2 separate regions of the Zea mays genome follow, and region 2 is linked to region 1. Evidence: chromatin contacts called from public Hi-C data. All regions are on one chromosome and are shown on one strand. The core of a region is the stretch at or near the end of the contact, and the rest is flanking DNA. Distances in the headings are between cores, read along the strand shown.

Evidence for each region. A called contact is a pair of places that touch in the nucleus more often than the background predicts.
Region 2: a Hi-C map of leaf mesophyll shows a contact between it and region 1, with 2.6 times the contacts expected there. The contact joins the enhancer-like site here to the promoter of LOC100383870 in region 1. A contact is called at or near these places in 2 of 25 Hi-C or Micro-C datasets (leaf mesophyll and tassel).

Annotation. Positions count from the first base shown.
Region 1 is chr5:89,434,210-89,437,840 of Zm-B73-REFERENCE-NAM-5.0, forward strand. LOC100383870 (Putative clathrin assembly protein) reads right to left here and starts at 2,033. Exons shown (of 15, transcript NM_001176499.1): 1 at 1,858-2,033; 2 at 1,694-1,763; 3 at 1,476-1,573; 4 at 1,232-1,370; 5 at 1,006-1,133; 6 at 806-898; 7 at 651-701; 8 at 468-533; 9 at 313-378; 10 at 149-229; 11 at 1-57. The coding sequence starts at 1,938. LOC100283793 (fiber protein Fb15) reads left to right here and starts at 2,305. Exons shown (of 2, transcript NM_001156692.1): 1 at 2,305-2,771. The coding sequence starts at 2,461. The coding sequence ends at 2,736.
Region 2 is chr5:90,097,016-90,100,646 of Zm-B73-REFERENCE-NAM-5.0, forward strand. No RefSeq gene overlaps it. Among protein-coding and RNA genes, the nearest start is that of LOC100278031, 130 kb to the left of the region's middle. Within about 2 kb of position 1,951, at least 15 of the 20 cell types and tissues checked have an H3K27ac peak or open chromatin away from gene starts, as enhancers often do. A contact at or near this core is called in leaf mesophyll and tassel, where this site is marked.

The sequences.
Region 1 (3,631 bases), core at 783-3,282:
GGGTCGGGGTGCTTCTCTGATGTACTCTTCCATCGTTGCAAGAAACGATGCGGGTGGCTGCAGAACAGTCGTGATGACTGATGAGCACATACTCTAACAACTCTAAATCAAGACGGCAATATCAAGATGTAGAGATAAAGTAACTAACCTGCCTGAGAGTAGGAAACTGGAACGTCCTGGCAAGCTCAAGCTGTTTGCAGAAGTCATAGAACTCGGCAAGGTTCTCTGCCTGTGAATGGATTTGACAGACCAAAACTACTTTATTCTGAGAACTATTTGGTAAGATCGGCATGCCAAGAGAAATTTACATACCTGCAGGCCAGCTCGTTTGTAAATCGCCAGAGCGTTGATTGCGTCGTACTTCGGCATTTCGAAGAACTGGATCAGACCGGCCAGAGCAAGAAAATTATCATCACGATTCGGCGACAAAGAAAACCATGGTTCATGTGGTAGAATTGCTACTTTACCATATCGACGAGATTGATGATGCCATCGTTAATTGAGCAGTAGATCTTGAAGCTCTCCTTCAGAACCTAAAGATCGCAAGAGCTGGATAAGAGAGAGCTAGTAGAACACAAAATATCTTGCAAGCAAGATGGGGAATGATTGGCAAGAAATGAGATGTCTGCAGTTGCAGGCTTGCAGCTTACCAGGGCTAGTGCGTACTGAATAAGGTAATTTGAGCAGGCAGCGCCTTCAGGCTGGAATTGACAAAGAAGGGGGTAACTAGTGCAACAGGCATTCAACAAGCAAGCTTAAACAACTTATTAAGAAAGCCTAGCAGGAGAGGTTTGGCGTGTCAGACCTGGACGCCGACAACCCTGAAAAGCAGCTGCTGCAGTGCAGGCAACTGCTCCAAGAGTTCCGGGCTAGGCAGGGTCCTGGTTTTACTATGTACCTGTTTTTTTTTTCAGGATGACGGAACATGTACACAGCCATAAGACGAAAAGTCTCTACACCATCAAAGTGCCGTGCATCAAATTTCAGAAGACAGAAAAAGAGGACCTTGCTGGAAGTCTGGGGATATCTGACGAGACGCTCGGTTTCGATGTCGTATCTGAGAACCCTGAGGCACTCGAGCCGTTCCTCCAGGAAGCATCCATAGGCGCGAATCCATGCGGAGCAATCCCAAGCTGACAAGTCAAGGATGGATGGATTGGTTCATCATTCGGCAGGGCAACGGAAATTACAGAGACTCCCAGCCAGCAGGATGGTAGTACAAGAAACTCGCCTGACTGGCTCGAGTCGTCCTTGAAATTGGCTATGTGCAAGATGTTCCCTCTGGATGAGTAGGCCAGGAACTCTTCCTTGAACATGGGATCGCCCTCCCTCAGAAGCCTATGCACCACTATCAATGTCTTGAGCGCAACCTGTGACGCGAACGTTGGATATGCGTTAGTTAAAACCATGGGTTCGACACATGGCGCGGTCGAAGGAATCATCAGTAAAAAGTGGCAACGAGGAAGAACACGCACTATCCAGTTCTTTGTCTTGGACAATCTCCTTGACAATGCGTATATGCAGTACGAGAGGTCTGCGCGAGGGCGGTTTGCTGAGGTCGCCAAGAGTATTTCTGCGCCGCAAGACGAGAATCAGAATGCCACACAAATTGGGGGTGGGGTGGGGGGTGGGACAGGAAGGAAGATCCATCCAATGTAGAAGACGGAGGGGGGACAGGATGACTAGTACTCACTTCTGACGTGCCGTTCCTTGGGAGGGCATTCAACATGGTTGGTTGCCTTCACAATTGCAATATCCAATTCCTTTTTTTTCCCAGACAAACAGAGAGGGCATCAGACAGACAGTTGGTGAGAACTCGGAATCCACGGTAACCGGATCGCGATCGCCATGGCTCACCTTGAATTCGCTGTTGACCTTGGCGAGGCCGACCTTGGTGGAGTCCTTGAGGGCGCCGTAGGCCTTGCGCCACGACCCCATCAGGCCGTGATCACCCAACCCACGATGCGCCCTCTTCGTCCTCTCTCACCTCGCCTCCTCCCTCCCTCCTTCCAATCTCTAATGCCACCTCGCCGCCACCCCCTGCTGCTTCCCCCCATACCTGCACGCCTTCCCACCGCACACCTCTCTCGCTAATTTTAGCCTGCGGTTGGTGGCGGTGGTCCAGCAGAGGGAGAAAGAGAGGGAACGAGGGATGCCTTGCCGCCATTTGTATCTGCCCGAACCGGTATGCGTGGGATGTGGGAGGGAGGAGGACGAAGACAGACGCGCTCCGCCGTCTCTGCCTTGTGGGCCTTACGTGGGCCTCATGGCTTAAAATGCCATGCCCCAGCAACTACACGAGTCAACACAGGCCCGGCCCGGCCCGGCCCGGCCCAAGAACCCCCATCTCTCGATTCCTCCAACAAATTCCCCTTTCCCTTACTCCCCATCCCCACCCACCCACGCCGACGAGCAAACCCTAGCGAGCGAGAGAGCCCGGAGCCGAGAGACCAGCCAGCCATGGCGCTGCGTGCCCTGTACAACGAGATCCGGAGCATGAAGGTCCGCGACGTGCCGGCTTACCTGAAGCCGCGCTTGACCTGGGACAACGTCAAGAAGAGCGCCGACCAGGCCGTCGACCGCTACATCGAGAAGTACATCGACACGAGCTCGCCGGACCCTCTCTACCACGTCTGCATCGGAGGGATGATCTTCTCCTACTTCGTCAATCTGCCCTGGGAGCGCGCCCACCTCGCCCACCTCGAGGAGATGGAGAGGACCGGTGGGAAGCACTAGATCCGCTGCCCCGTCCCTCGCCGGCAGCGCGGGAGGTGAGTCCGCGGCTCCCTGTCTCTCCTTTCCCAATAGTATCCGATCTGGCCGTGGCTGGCGCACCGCGGATCGCTCCGATCCGATCCGACCAGCTTGCTCTCGACTAATTGCATCTGGATGGACGAGTTCAAGCCTTGCACATTCGGCACGCGATAGGCCTTAGTGCAGAGCATTGCTGGCTATAGATCGGTGTGTTTGTTGTGATTAATATTTGCCTACGGCCGCTAGTTTTACCGATGATTATTTGCTTGTGTTTGTGCAATGTAGTGCGCCTTTCCCTAGAAATTTTGAGCTATCCTTCGCACCCATTCTGCTCGCAAGGGGTGCAGGGATTCAGTTGACGATGAATGCAGGCAAATTTAAATCGGGTGTTCATGGATTGCAGTCTTTAAAAAATATTCATGTATTGCATCTAACTATTGGCTTGTGATCACATTTTTTTATTGATCGTACTGCTGTAGTTTTGTTTATCTATATTGTGTGTACCTGCTCAGGAAACTCAGATGTGTGACTGTCATATCACAGCGCAACAATGGATTCCTGCTTAACAGATCTGTCTCCTTAATTCACTTCGAATTTGTGCTACTCGTCTTGTTGAGTGTAAAAGTCTGAGTCAACATCTGGAGATATGTGAAATGGTTAGTTAGCAAATAGGTTTACTGCTTTGTTGAAGAAGCCTTATGAAAACTTACTATTTCCAGCAATTTGATTCCAGTTTTTTTGTTTGACTTCCAACAAATGTACCATTGACCTGTAGGGCTCTGTCTGTGGAAGTGAGAAAATATATCTGTTTCTAAGGCCCTGTTTGGAACCTTTAGAGCTAGCTGCTAAAATTAGTTGTAGATGTTCCAAACACCCT
Region 2 (3,631 bases), core at 701-3,200, 660 kb after region 1:
GCTTCTCGTGTCGCCTGTTGTCTCTCGCTGATTAGATTCGGGTGGCAACAGTATGACTTATGAACTTGTGATCATAGATTTCATGTTTTTTAAGTGCATGTATATCATTATTAAAACTATATTTTTTCTAATTTAATAGGGTGTTAATTTAGCTGCCACAACTGTTCGGGAATACCCGAATCCGAACCCGAAATTTTGGGTACCCGAATTTTCGGGTATTGTAAAACCCGTTGTAATTTCGAGTACCGATTCTTAGAATCCAAAATTTAAATTACCTAAATTACCCAGCCCAAATTTTTCGGGTAACCAGAACGCCCACCCCTAGCTAGCCTCATTGATGACTACTTGGGTTTGATGGCCTAGTGTTTAAAATTTTGTATACTAGATTGTTGCATTGCGTTACATATCATTTACGCATGAACAGATGAACATGTTTACATATATGTGCTTGTGGCATGTGGTAAACTGGTATGTGTAATTGTGTATGCGAGTTAAACTAGTGAACATGTGTATTGCGTACTTATGTTGAATGAACAGATGAGTGAACTATGTTAGTTTGTTGTTAAATTAATGTGGTCTGTAAAAATATGAGCAACATTACTCCTTTATCTAATGCACTATATAATCCACCAATTTAAACTATACAAAACTTAGGGTGTGTTTGGTTTGGCTTTTGGCTTTGGCTTTTGCCCCCTAAAAGCCAAAAGCCAACCAAAGGGCTGAATCCAGGAAGCAGCTTTTTCTAAAAGCCGACTTTCTCGTAGTGCAAAACTGAAAGCACCCCTAGACCTGCTTTTAGTGGCTTTTGGATGGAACTGTGAAAACATATATCGAAGAAATTTTAACGATTTTTAGTGGTTTCCACCAAACGATTTTTAGCTTTTTAACAGCACACAGCCTACAGCAGCTTTTTCCACAGCTCACAGCCCACAGCAACTTTTTCCACAGCCACAGCCCAACCAAACAGACCCTTAGCCAACTGACACCCACACCTATAGCATCCACTAAATCCACCAAAAAACACCAATCTTAACACACAATCAAGACCAACATTTCAGATCGTTGTATAAACCTCTCTCTTACCCACTCAAATCTAATAGACAATATTATTTAGATCAACCCTCCCCCTCCCCCTCCTCCTTCCCGGCGACCCCGCCGCCCCCAGCCTACCCCTTCTTCCCCTTTGACACCACCGCCCCTCCCCCTTCCTTCACTCGCGTTGTTGCCGTCATCGACTACTCCACTCTTCAGGATCGTAGTGTTAACACGACCTATATGCTAGTGATGTTAAATTGGTTTAGAGTTAACGAGCAACTGATTATGTTGGCATATATATGTATGTATATAGCTTTTCTATGACTCGTGAGCTAAATGAGCCAGCTTGATCTAGAAAACGAGCCAACCCGAGTCGGTTCTCTGGCTCGGTTCCTTAACGAGTTGAGCCAAGCCAAGCTAGCTCGATATCTAGCCTTATATGGATCCTATGTAAAGAATCAAGATCATGCAGCATCTCACGAACACAATATTTATAGAAATAAATAATCAAACCAAAATAAACTAGATGGAAAGGAAAACTAAAATCTAGAATAATTTTTTAAAAAAAACATGTACAACATATACATATGATATGTATTTCATGTAAGTAAAAAAACAAACAAACAAATTGAAAATAATTAATAAAAATAAATTATTAGAGTAATTTAATGAAATACATGAAACAGATAAAATAAAAAGAAAAGAGAAAATGAAAGGCAAAATAAATAGAAGAAAAAAACTTAAGAAATTAATTAAGTAGAGTAAAATAAAAAAATAAATGAAAGTAGTATAAAAATATAAAAAAAGAAATATACCATATAAACCAAAAAGTAAAGAAAGAGTACATAGATCACATGGGCCACTCGCCATCCCAGCTCAACAAGCCAACGCTCTTACAGCCCAGCACTCTTTCTTTACGGTCAAGAAACCGCGGCGGCAGCAGGCCAACAACATGGGCTTCGAAGCAGGTCTAAGCAAGATGCACAGAGCGACAACAGCGACTCGTGGTGCGAGTTGTAAGGGGCAAGGAAATTTCGGTGATCAGTGTGCACTGAACACCGAACCGAAATAATGGACATCGAAATAGTCGGTTTCTTAAGGGCTGTTTGGTTTGTTGATTCATCTTCCACAATTTACCACGTCTAATGTTAGCAAGTTAGGCATACGTTTGGTTTAGAGCTACAATTATGACAAGATTTTTTTTCTGCTATGTAGGTCTCATTCGTCAATAACTTGTAAAAGCGTGACAATATTACACTATACAAATAATGCTACTCCTATGACCAACTAATCAGACGTGTGATTTTTTTCAAAGACACAACAGTCCTAGTCCTCAGAAGGTTCATCAGAGAACGCACGCTTATTGTGATATCAATTAATGTCGTTCTGAGTAAGTGGAGGATTAGAATGATAATACATTTTGTTGCTTCTATAGCAAATATATAGCTGTTAAACATGTCCCCTTTTATTCGTCACTGTTATCATGCCAGGCTCTCTATCAACCTATATTGAGCGCTTATTTGATACTGAAATAAATTTGAGAGGATGAGAACAAAATATTCTATTGCTGACAGGGAATGTGGTTTGTCGCTGACCTATTTGGATTGGATCACAAGAAACGAGTTTGTGTTTAACAGTTTTCAACCAGAATTTTTTTTTGTTTTCATATATTATTCAGGGGACACGTACATGGACTCTAGTTATTGCTATATATACCGAGGAACTGAAGGATCATCCAGTACACTGTTTTCTTGACAGTCCACATGTCGTCTATGGAATCCACATGTCAACAGTACAACATTCTCTACATACATACGTATAAAAGAGCACTTTCTTCCTCACAGTCACAGAGGCAGTGTCGCTCCACTGCTGCCCTCCATGACCATCTCAGACCGACCGTCCTCATCCTTCCCCCAGCAGGCACTGCATGGCTGCATGAGCTGCCACGCTGCTCACCAGAGAGATCTCACGCCGCGAGTAGGTGCCCCCTACAGACAGTGCAGTGGTTAGGGGACAAATGCAAGGACACTTGAGGTCGACGAGCATGCTGATTGCTGCATGCAAGGAAAGCACCTTCACTTTGGCGGCTAGACCCTTCGTTTTTGCGCCATGATGGGCAGCCATTGTTGACTCCCACTGCACACTGATCAGCTCAAATCTCCTCAAGCGCAACCTACATGTCCTAACACTGCCATGCCATGCGTATAGCAACTTTTAAACAACACACACTTTCCATCTTCCACATGCCTCGCGAGAGACATATATATATGAGCCACTAGCAGCTTTAGTTTGAGGGTCAAATCCAGTTTCACAGTACTAGCAGCTGACACAGCGTCATAAATATATGACACTGTTAACTTTTTTTTGAATGGAGGAGGTAGTAAAAGGCAGCATCATGTCATTTTGTTAGTGCTATGAAGTGGAGAAGAGCATAATCAAAAGCGAGCTCGTAATTTTGTGGGCAACAAGTAAAAAAAGTGGTAGTAAAGATTAAAGGAAAAAAGAGCCGATATAAAAGAGAAAAAGGCATGGGAAAAGGGCCCCGGCCCAGCCCACAAAAGGGGGAACGCCTTTTACTTATTACGCAAGGCGTAAA